Regions from separate parts of the Mus musculus genome. Here all the other regions are linked to region 2. Evidence: chromatin contacts called from public Hi-C and HiCAR-type data. All regions are on one chromosome and are shown on one strand. Each heading gives the region's core, a stretch centred on a gene start, on an enhancer-like site or on the middle of the called end of the contact. The rest is flanking DNA. Distances are from core to core; before and after follow the strand shown.

What was found. A called contact is a pair of places that touch in the nucleus more often than the background predicts. HiCAR-type assays count read pairs that join an accessible place to other places.
Region 1: a contact with region 2 is called in a HiCAR-type map of astrocytes, with 3 times the contacts expected there. The contact joins two enhancer-like sites. A contact is called at or near these places in 1 of 39 promoter capture datasets (cranial neural crest), 2 of 484 Hi-C or Micro-C datasets (muscle stem cells and trophoblast stem cells), 2 of 115 datasets of contacts at active chromatin or transcription factors (astrocytes and fibro-adipogenic progenitors) and 1 of 9 other capture datasets (embryonic stem cells).
Region 3: a Hi-C map of uterus shows a contact between it and region 2, with 2.6 times the contacts expected there. The contact joins two enhancer-like sites. A contact is called at or near these places in 1 of 484 Hi-C or Micro-C datasets (uterus) and 1 of 9 other capture datasets (embryonic stem cells).

What each region holds. Positions count from the first base shown.
Region 1 is chr16:43,250,715-43,254,825 of GRCm38.p6, reverse strand. The region is part of intron 3 of Zbtb20 (zinc finger and BTB domain containing 20); the gene reads right to left. Among named protein-coding and RNA genes, the nearest start is that of Gm9968, 110 kb to the left of the region's middle. Within about 2 kb of position 1,590, at least 63 of the 459 cell types and tissues checked have an H3K27ac peak or open chromatin away from gene starts, as enhancers often do. A contact at or near this core is called in astrocytes, fibro-adipogenic progenitors and muscle stem cells, where this site is marked.
Region 2 is chr16:43,799,311-43,803,225 of GRCm38.p6, reverse strand. The region is part of intron 2 of Drd3 (dopamine receptor D3); the gene reads right to left. Among named protein-coding and RNA genes, the nearest start is that of Gm26074, 33 kb to the left of the region's middle. Within about 2 kb of position 1,280, at least 150 of the 459 cell types and tissues checked have an H3K27ac peak or open chromatin away from gene starts, as enhancers often do. A contact at or near this core is called in astrocytes, fibro-adipogenic progenitors, muscle stem cells and 1 more, where this site is marked.
Region 3 is chr16:43,220,481-43,224,176 of GRCm38.p6, reverse strand. The region is part of intron 2 of Zbtb20 (zinc finger and BTB domain containing 20); the gene reads right to left. Among named protein-coding and RNA genes, the nearest start is that of Gm25873, 96 kb to the right of the region's middle. Within about 2 kb of position 2,271, at least 41 of the 459 cell types and tissues checked have an H3K27ac peak or open chromatin away from gene starts, as enhancers often do. A contact at or near this core is called in uterus, where this site is marked.

The sequences.
Region 1 (4,111 bases), core at 341-2,840, 550 kb after region 2:
GTTACAGTGAGCAAAGCTACTAGGTCAGTAAGACAACTTAGCCGGGACATGATTTTAAAATAATACTTCCATTTATGTTACTATCCCAGAAGTGAATTTTATTTACAATGATTAAAATATCTCTTTATTAAATTTGATTCAAGTACTAGATAATATAAATATATTTACCATGTAAAATTACATCAATGTAATTTTATATGATAAATATTAAATCATTGTCTCATTTTTATTTTGATAAAATTTCTTGTAGGTGGTATCATTTCATGTTAGGCATTTTATGCTGCTTAATATTATAATTAATAATTCATATTTTTGTCTTTCCCTTCTCATTTCTGACAACTTTTATTTTTAATCGGTGGGCATGTGCCAAATTGGTTTGTTATTTATTTATAATGTAAAATGACAAGGGAATTGAGTATGTGGAATAGAGAAAGAGGTTGTCTTTTAAAAAATAAAACTTTCTCAGTAACGGGGATGTTTCTTGTTTATCCTTATGGACTTGAGTATTTGTGAGAGGTTAGAGCAGATGTCGTTGCCCTTGCATGACAAAACTGTGTTAACTACATTAAATAGAACTGCTATTTCTTTCAATTCATTTTAGCTTTGTGTAGACATCTGGACATATGCATAAAAAAGAAAAAAAAAACCCAAAATTTGTAAAAGATTCCCTGGTCTGATAGATCCTATAGTGCCAATTAAGTAAAAATTCTGACAAAACAGATCTATTTGTATTCTTTCCTAAGCTAAAACATGCAAATTTAGGAACAAACAGAAAAGTCCAAAGATACTGAAAAAATAAAATGTTCTGTCTGTGGTGCTTTATAGAATAGAACATTACGTAATCTCTTTAACTCTGCACATAACAAGGAACCACATATCCTAAAAGCTAGAGCACTGACTGACTGCCAGAAACTTCAGAGAGAGTTTCTAGAACATGGGCTAGCAAATCACTAGTGGGGCTCATTCTAAAGAGGACCCTCAGGCCCCGCTAGGAGCCACTGTCAACGGGGAGTCTGCACTGATGTGTCTGTCCTTCCAGGCTGCATACGCTCCTGGCACAATTAAGTTGAGTACTACACTTTTACAGAAAAACTTGTCTAGCCCACAAGAGCTTTCCATTGTCAAAAAAAAAAAAAAAAAAAAAAAATGCTTTCAACTCATCCTGTGTCAAACATTAGAGAATCCAAGGAATACAAATTTCATCAAATTACATACTTCTCTAAGTATCTCCCATTTCTTTTATTAGTTTAACTATCATGAACTATTACTGGGCCCTTAGACCAGACTCTGGTTAATTTAGATGCCAGCACTTGGAAGAAGAGAACTTAACATAACAAAAATGGCCCTCTATCTCATGAGAAACCTATTATTTACAGTTTAAAATTGTAATACAATATTGAACATTTCCAAAATGTTTCTGACTTTAATTACTTGGATAATTATTGAAATTCAGACTGTTGTAAACTGTCACTGAGTCAGATGTGGGAACTGGTGAAATCCCTGAGTGACAAGTCACTCGGTGTCAGTATGAGTCAGAACACAAGCATTCTGACACATCACTGTGCTTTTCAACCTCGAGCAGACCTCCCCCTCCCTGCCTCTGGGCACACACTCACTTTAAAGGCTCTGTATCCAGGAGGCATTTTATCATGGTTATGTATACAGTGCTCATCTTTCAAAACTGTACTGTGAAAAAAGCTAACTGTGCAATGTGAAAAATCTAAGATTAAACAACTGGTGTGGTTCAGCTAAGAATGGGAAGAGCGATGCTATTGGCCAGTCATCAGAAGCAGTCTTTATGATCTGGTTAGAGGTTGCTTGTTTGTTTTTAATTTATTATTGTGGGATTGTACAAATCCTTTCAAAGCAACATGCTACTCTAGATAGAAGAAAAGAAGAGCTGTGTATCCACGTGTAGACAACGCCATGACTACTACTTGGTATCTGTATTTCACCAATTAAATAAAACAAGAATAGGAAGTCATATCTTTAGTATAGCTTTTATAACATGTTCAGCATATGAAAGAAAATAGAAACTACAGTAATGAGCACAATGGTCTTGAGATGATAAGACTTTTAATAGAGCTTTACCTGGTCAGGGTATTCACAACATGCTCCCTATAGGTAGGACACAAACAAATGAATGCATGCGTACTTTAAACAGTCAAGAAAATGTGTGTTTCCATTTGCAGGGAAGAACATCACTGTGCTTGATAAGCACTTTAATTTTCATGATACAGCACTTCTGAATATGGACAGTGAGTGAGAATTCAGTTTTGCTGAATAGGTCAAGAAGTAGAAAGGTGAGCAGGATGAAGAACATTTGTGTGTGAAGATGCGTGTGACCTAAATTTAACAATATCATCATTCTATGCCCAGATATTTTTGTACAATAAGAATTTTTCCTCATATCTGGAATATACATACATACATACATACATACACACACACACACACACACACACACACACACACACATGTATAGTACATATATTATGACAACCTTTGAGAATTCCTCTAAATACCCCAAATGGACTTCTACAAATGCAGACTTCCACGATTCTATCTATTGGCATCTGAAGGAATGTTTCCATCAGTTCCTTCAGAACATAAGAACTGAGTTCTGTTTAGAATACAATTATTTACATAATCAGCAGTACTATTTTCTCTACTGTTTTGAATAAGATTATGGAAACATAAAGCATTAAATCTGTTCCTAGATAAAAATAATTTTTATCAAGCCCAAATGGTATCTAAAAGGTGAGGACAGGCTGAGATGGACTCCTTGGCTTCCTTCTGTCCAACAATTTCCTGTTTCCCTATTTCCTATGGTTACCACCATGAAACATGTGAAAAACTCAGTAGGGACTCTGTTTCAACTTTTCCTTTCAAAACAGAGTAAAAGCTCAATGGAAAAAAAATGTCCTTCCTATCTCCATGCCAGGCCCCATGTAAGATCCACAAACTTAAAAGCCAGGCAAATAGTATTTTATATGCCCAAAACTTAGTGACACGGTGCTATAAAATTCCCCAAATTTAGGCATGTGACTTGACTAGTACATACTGTGGTATGAGTCAAGGAAAATGGAACCATGTGTATTTTTTATTGCATACGCAAATGATTCTTTTCAGTCCATCCAAAAACATGTTACTTCAAGAAATACATGGTTTTTCTTTTATAAAAAATGATTCAACTGTTAAACTTATTAAGTAAAATGATTGAAAGCTATTTTAGTAAACATAGGTAGAACTAAGAAAATATACTTATAAATCATGATGGTCACAAATTTAACCTACTCATATGTATAACTAATTATCAGGGTCACACAAGACTTACAGTAAATAGTCAGGGAAGATGAAGAGTATTTAAGCGGCAGGCTAAGGACATTACTTATCCTCTGAGAAGAAGCTACAAATGGCTGTGTTTAGATGGCCAGCGAGTGATGGCAGATAAGTAACCCCAGGGGCATGCTAGGTTTATTCAGACACATCTGCAAAGCTCTGACTTCTGTATATATGTCCACAGTCTATTACATTTCAATTATGAGAGTTCCAGTGGATTTATATTATTTTCACGTGTTCAGTCTTAGTTGGACTAAACAACTAACTAACAAGTTAACAAAATTGTTTTGATTTGAGTTTGAAATGTTTGTCATAGGGTCATGTCATCAAGACTTGTATCCAAGCTGCTGGCCTGCTGTGGAAATGGAGAGAGGTGTGGCCTACCTATTTGAAGTACATCAGTTACAGCCAGCCTTTGTAGCCTCTGGCTACCCCTGGTTCTGGCCTCTTACTTTCTGCTTCCTGGCCTATTATGAAGAGAAGAAACTTTATTGCATTCTTTGGCTCCCCTAAGTTGAGGGCATTCCCATGCCTTCCCTGCTAAAATGGAATGATACCTGCTAATACTGTGAGCTACGATAAATCTGTCCTCCTTCACATTGCTTCTGCCAAGTACCAATGTTACAGAGGAATCAGAGTCACTAGTATTTACAGATAGATCAAGAACAACACACTGGAGCTAAGGAAGAGACTAAGGACAAGAAGGCAGACACATATCCATACAGAGTTTTAAGACATTTGTTCATCACTTCTAACAGTGATTTTCCTT
Region 2 (3,915 bases), core at 31-2,530:
TGCTCTCTCTGTCTCTCTCTGTCTCTCTCTGTCTCTCTGTCTCTGTCTCTCTGTCTCTCTGTCTCTCTCTCTCTCTCTCTCTCTCTCTCTCACACACACACACACACAAAGCCCCAATTTGTAACATGCATCAATTTTTGTTGCGCAAATACTCCCACCACTGCTCATGTCAAGCCACCACCAAAGGCTTGATTACCAACTTGAAACATTCCTGGAATATTGCTCTCACCAGCATGGTTCTAGCACACTAGTGGGAATGGCATGCTGTCTTAAACACACTTTAATGCTCATCAGCTCTTTGGAGGCTCCATCACTTCTATGAGCAAGAGACTATACTGAACGTAGCTCTTTTTATGAGAGGAGCCAGAACTTCAGGGAAGGCAGGATAGATCTAAAGTTTCAGACTGGAGTTGTCCTTGCAGAGCCAGGTCTCCCATCTCTAGGACCAGTGCCTTTGACAAGGACCCCATTCCCTGTCCAAGGCACATGTAGCTGTCTTAGCCCTGCAGGGAAACATGGGTTTGCTGGCATCCCACTTGTTTGTACTCGGGAGACCAGTGTGAATGCTCAGAACTGAACCTCCCCAAGTATCTTGACTCTGCTAATTGCCAGCGTGTTAGGGTGTGGGGAACGTGGGGGTGGGAGTTGGAGAGTGTGGGGGTGTACTGTTAAAATGAACGTCCCCAAGTTATTTCCCTAGTGGTTTCCATGAGGTACTTCTAAAGTAAAACCCAGAGACGTGTATTTTTAACATCTAATGTATCTTATTAGACAAGTCTGAGAGAGTCTGCATTAGGGAGAATTTCTGTCAAACCTTCTTGCTCACTTGGGGTAAGAGATGAGAGACAAGACTACAGTCTTTTATTGTCACAGTATGTTTTTTTTCCCCCCTTCTTCTTCTTAAATGATTAAGCCGTTAGAATAAATGAGGCCCCCTCCAGCATGTCATAGGTGGGTGGCTAAGACCTCGAGGCTGTTCCAAAATCCACCATTGGAGGGCACCAAAATGCAGCAAGAACTTCGCCAGCTCTGCCGGGGTGAGAAGTTCACGACTCACCTGGGGGCTCTCCAGGCTCTGTGGGGAGGCAGAGCCGGAAAACCTCCCCACTTAGTTCCTGGAGCCCTGCGAGGACCCCGCATTCTCACCCTGCGAGACTTGTTTAGCCTCTGGTTTCCTCTCTGAGCGATTTGCTCAAGGCCAACCGCGGAGGCGCTGGGTCAGGCTTGGCTTGGCGCGGCTTGGCTGGAGAAGGAACCCTGGCTAGGGCCACCTCCCTTGGAGGTGTTCCCAGTCCCACTCCCTTCTTTGTGTTGCAGCATCTAGTTCTTTCGGCCCTCTCTCCTGTAGAGTACTCAGCCGACCCGAGTGCAGTCAATGTTCGCTCTGGTAAAGCCCTAGGGCTGAAATCCAGCTTTGCAGCTAGCTTGTCAGACAGTGAGGCCCGCGGCTGGAGTTTTCTGACTCAAATTTTCTGTCTAACAGAACTGTTCACAGCTATTGAATGAGATTACATTTGTGAAGTTTTTTGTTTGTTTGTTTGTTTTTTAATACAACTTAAAATCCAAAAGGCAGTTCTTACTGTATCGCCATCATTATTGGGCTAGCCTAAGAGATTCATGATTGTTCTGTGTGACTTTAGGTTTTATGATTGTGATTTTTTCCCCCTCCTGGTTGTCAGGCAGTGCACATTAAATTTATTTATCAGACAAGTGTCGAGAACTTTCTTGTGTGAGCCACTGTTGAAGGGCTGGGGTAGTTGTTGATGTTAAACGGGCACAAGGAACCAAACAGCCTAGAGTCGCTTTGCTGTAAGGCTTAGATACTGAACTTGGCAGTGTGACTTAACAGCTAGGGGCCCCAGGGTGAGGCTCCAGGGCAGTTTATTGTAGGAGATATTGGCTGCACAAGCTGGCTTGGTGGCACATGCCTACAAGGTCAGCATTCAGGGGGTGAAGGTGGAGGCAGGAGGATCACAGACTTGTGTTGGTGGCTTGAGCTAACATAACCCTGGAGCTGTCTCTCCATGGAAGAATGCAAAGGTTAGCACATTCTAAGTGGTAGGTTCCATCCCCAGCCCTGGGGAAATAAAAAGATGGGCAGTGACTTTTGGTTCCATTCATCTATTACCTAATAGCTTTGTGATTCTAGTCACCCCACCCGTGTGTGTGTGTGTGTGTGTACATACGCATACGCCCACTGACATGTGCACATGTAATGGGACAATGTACCTACTTTGCTGGACTGTTTATAAATGATAGCTATATTTGTTTTTGTTGCCTGTGCATTCACACAAATTAGGATAACAGGAAATTATACTTCTAGTGGTGCGCTGCAGGCGTGACCTTCACAGGTGACCTTCCCTAACTTTTGTCAAGAATGGGGGACTGTCTAAATCTCTGGAAGATCAGGGTCTAGCTTGGGACTTGTGACGAGGGACAGCAGGACCTTCAGCACACATGGAGCGCCCTCTGATTCTCGGTCGACGTGGCCGATCGCTCATTAAGGTCTTAATATCATGACTGTCCAGCTGAAGCTATCATTAACCTCAAGTGGGGGGTTCTCGCCGTGACTGCTGGGGGAAAGACGAGCCCGGTCTGAGTGGGAGGGCCTGACTCTAACTCCCTGCCTGGGTTTAATGAGCCCAGAGCTCTGAAGGCAGCTTTTCACCACCTTTTATTTGGTCAGACAGGGGGCTCAATAAATCTTTAGTTCTGTGGACTCCCCTGGTGGAGTTGTTGAAGGAGAAAGCTTTTTGCAAATGACTGGAAAGCCCTTTGCAAATATAAAGTGCTTATTTAGATGCAAACTAAAAATCCAAGGTGCCTGTGACTCATCTGGTACCTATTGTGCTCTCTGCAAAGGCGCGGAGGCTTGCTTGTGTGATGGGTGCCATTTGAGAGCCACTTAAAGATCTCTCTGGTGAATGAATTTGGTTGCATTATTCCGGGGCTCCTCTCGGAGGACTCTAATTTTCAGCGCTTTGGTCATGTCCTCCTTCCCTGACACGTTCTCAGCGGCCTCCTTGAGTCAGCCCTGACCCAGGATGCGGTGGGAGGGGACTGACCTGCTGGGAAGATGCCGGAGCTGTGGGGTGGGGGCTTGTGAACAGAGAACTCCCACTCTGATTTTTTAAAAGGAAAAAGGAGGCTTTAATCCAAGCATCCAGAGCCAAGCCTAAGAATCTAATGACAATAGTATTTATTACTTGCTTTCAAAATCCCTTTTATCATTTCCTTTCCTTCTTTTCTTTTTCTTTTTTCTTTTTCTTTTTTTCCTATCTCTTACTACCCTGCTATTATGGACCAGGGCTTCATGACCAAAAAAGTACTGAATCCATTTGGTCAAGTTTGTCAGGCTGATGACTGGCATTGTGTGAGGACCAAAGGTCTGTGTGAATGACTGCATTTCTAATGAATTGACCAGCTATCTGGCATCACATGAACAGATTTTAATGCTGTGTATTGCACACTGCTGGGAAGGAGAATGGAGACAGCTTTTCTGAGGCCCGTTTTCTTTCCTAGGACGGGGGTGGGGAGCTCTGTTTTGAGGTTTGCTGAGGACAGTCCATTATGAAATGTAAGCCCCTGCCCTATTGAGATCGGAGGCACAGCTCTTCCTTCAGCTTTTAGGTTATCAGGAGCGCTATGCATTCTGGGGGTTTTCCTATAGGAGACAGAAGACAACTCAAAGTTTGTTCTTACTGGTTGGGTTTTAAGTGGTGAAAGGTAACGTGTGTGTTAATACGGTTGTGGCGAGCAAAATGATGCCCTTCTGCAAATTAGAGGCAAATTGCAAAAAGACACCCTTATATGACCAACTCAGTCAAATGAAACATTAGCTGCATTCTGATCCCAGAACCTCTTCTTTAAGGGCCATGCACCTAGGCCTCAGTCAGTCATCTGTGTGTGTGTGTG
Region 3 (3,696 bases), core at 1,022-3,521, 580 kb after region 2:
AGACAATTTTTAGGTTTGGAATGTAGCGATTCTAAATTTCTATTCTATAAATGGGAGAAGGGAAGTCCGAGCAATCTCATGGTATTTGAGACACTATTGTTGGCCCTGATATATAAAGACAACATTCAAAGAGCCAAGGATGACCTTGACAAGTCATCATTAAGGAAAGGAGGTGTTTCATCTCAGAGTTACAGGGAACAGTATCAGTTCAGAAGCAGGGTCTTCCTTAAATCCTGCTAGGAACATAACCAGATCAGGCCTTTATTACAACCTTATGAAACCTACAACAAAGAAACTGGTGAAAGCCAAGCTAAACTCCTGGAGAACAGTGAAATAATAGAGTGTTGTAAGCTGCTAAGTTGATCATAATTCCTCTTGGCAACAACAGAAAAATATATAGGTATTTATTTGTACATTTTTCTATTTTATGTGTCTTTTTCTGCTTGTGTTTGTTCACCATGCCACAGTCTGGCACGTCAGAAGGGATCAAACCCCTTAAAACTGTTTTTATAGACAGTCTGAGCTGCCATGTGGGTGCCGGGAATCGAACTGTGTTCTTCTGCAAGAGTAGCCACAGATCTAATGAGTTGAGCAATCTATCTAGCCCCATACCATTTTTTTTATTTCACTTGTTTTTAAATCATATTCCAGAGAAAATGGAGTTCGACTAGGCTTATGGACAGACCATGAGGTTCAGTGTCCTTTACCTGGACTTTATAATTTTGCCTGTTTTTTTTCATAAGCAAAGACACTTTCAGTGCCTTGCTCTATTAGTCATAAGCACTAAATTCAATGTCTCGAAAAAAAATAAACATAATCTGTTGACAGCCCAATATTAACAAAGGCTTGATAAGAGACATTTAAAACCTGCTGAAGGGAAAGGTAATTCTATTAAATATCTGCACATCATACGTAATCATAGTAAACACAGTGTGCTATTATCATTATGAAGCCTGTGTAATAGTCATGTTATCTCATGAAGGCTGTCTTCACACCACCCTTCCTTACATATGATATTTTCCCTGAATTGACGTTCAGAAATACTTTTTTCAAGGAAAACACTAGAATACTGCATTAATAGAATAAGACACTATTGTAAGAAAGGCTGTCGTATCCAAGCACTTGCAGCATGGAAGGTTTGAAATTCCTTATCCTCAGAGATTCACTCAAGTTCAGACCTAAAGTTTTTGAGGTATAGCCACCAGCAACATTCTGAAAGTGGAAGATTTTGAAATCAGCTAGGAATCATTTTCCCAGCAAAGAGTAAAGGCTTCTGTGGGCCGCACATACTTTCCTTTGTAATTGTATCTCAGAAGGGAACAAATGCAAAAGAAGCAGGGTGGAGAGCAAGTGCAACTGGCCAGGGTTCTCAGGGAAATAGGATCAGGGCAGTCAATGCTCTCCCTGCTGGCTAGGAAGTGTCTCTGGTAAGACTGACCAACCCTGGACCTCACATATTTGCCCTCAGCTTCTACAGGGCCACGGGAAGCAGAGTAGTATTGGCATAGGAGGCTGGGGAAAGGCCAGGTGAGCAACAGCACAAACCCATCTGTGCCTCTGGATGGCCTATTCGGCTTACTACAGGTCTCTGCAAACTTCCTAAACTTTGGACTGTTTGTAAACAGATGCCATCATTTTGAGGGGCGGTGAAGCTCATGTGGGGCAAATTAATCGCCATTTGATGCCAGGTCCCAGTTAGTGTTTCTAAAGGGAGAGGATAACAAAGCCCGCCAACTCTCTCTTTAAGGGCTATTCAGATACTAAATAAACCAAGAACATTTTAAAATGCAATCTCACAAAAATCTGCTCTGCTTAACCTTCTCTCCTTCTTTAAAAAATAAGAAAGGCATGATGTTCTTTTTTTGTTAATTAATTCATTTTAGACAATTCCTTAAATTTTCATTTTAATAAATTTTTGTGTGGGTGCATTAATTACTTTCAAAGATGCTTTACAACTGTTACCTATTAAAAGCCTTTGTTAGTGAATAAAAAAAAAAAGAAAGAAAGAAAGAAAAAAAGAAAACCTTCCAGTGTGCCCCCCTCCCGCTCTGAGCAGGTCCTTGCTATCAACTGCTGGAGTATTCTCGCTTTGCACCTAGAGCTATAATTATTTTGCTTTAATTTTACAAAACCTTTTGTTCCATTCCCATGAGCCCACCTGATCCTTATATTACACTCGCTCTATTAAAACACTCATGCAGAACAAAGCATGGCTGTACTGATTCATAAGTAACTTTTCTTTCCTCAGTAAAATGCCACTGGCTAGGGTGTGGGCCACTCTCGGTTGCCAATTTTCATGCACTAGAGATATGTTGTTTCAAAGTCTTGTAGTCTCCTCCACCACCCTTTGCTACATTTTCTTTTTGTGATTTTCAATATATTTTGACTATACATAATTTTACTCTAGGCTAGGGCAATATAAGTGGTATAATGTTGAGAATGCCACATATATGAAAAGATTATAATCATGCTACGATTTTTCTTATTCATATATAGGTTTTTAAAGTCATTTTTTGTGCCTCCTTTAACTTCATTTTCTCTCCTTTCTCCACCCCTTTTCCTTGAGCTCTTGCAACACATGTGGGCTTTTGGCAGAAAAAAAAAATTCAGTGACTCATCCAGAGAATTGTTTGTTTGCTCTGAGGAGCACTCGGAGGACCCTCTGGGCTGCACAAGGAGCCCTTTGATCCTGGAAATGTGATTTCTTCCAGATGTTTTCCCCATAGCCACCTTTCTGCAGTATCCCTCCTCATTCTGTATCGTAAGAATAAATACTCAAAAACAGTTGTAACAGCACCCAGGTTTCCTGAATGCAGTGTGACAGAGACCTGACAGCTATGACTTAGCCATTGTGTTCTCCTCGCCTTCAGCAGCAATGAAAGAAGGTTAAGACTGAGGAACACAGAACTGAGTTTGAGTCTCTTTAGATATCTTCATGATTAAAATGAGAATTATGAGAATCAGGGTCAAGTAACCATGTGAAAAAAAAATCTTCAGAGCATTGATCAAGGAGCTAGCTTTATCTAATTCTGAAAGTCTTAAAGTCATGCCCTGTGCTTAACTGGTTCAGTTTTAAAAATAACAAGGTGCAAACATCAAAGTCAGTCCCCCCCCTCCTGTCAGCCTCCCCTTCCCCATTAGGTTTTCCCACCTATCTCTTCACCTGACCTACAGGAACAGTGAAAGATGCTAGTTAGGCTAGTTAGGGTTAGGGGTGGATGCACAGGCAAAGATGATGAGGTAGTTGGAAGATTCTTATTCCAAAACATGTAAACCTTGATGCTAACATTTGAACATTTCTATTCCAAAATGCATAAACCTTAATCCTTGGATCTATAAATACCATTTTGTATGGTTAAAAAATAAGAGACTGAGGATTTTTTCCTTGGAGATGTTTTCCTGAATTTTCTAGATGGGCACTAAATGCAACCACATAAATCCCATGCATTCTTAACAGAAGGAGGTTGCCTATAGATAGAAGAGGGCAAGTCAGTGTGACCGTGAAACCAGATATTGTCCCATGGGTGATGCGGTCATAACCAAGGAATATTTCAGTCAGCAGAACTAGGAAATATTATCTCCTATGGTTTCCAGAAGGACGGTATCACTGGTCTCACCTGGACCTTGGCGCTGACATTAAACTTGTAGACTGCAGAATTATTGGAGAATAAGTACATAAGCCATATTATGATGAAG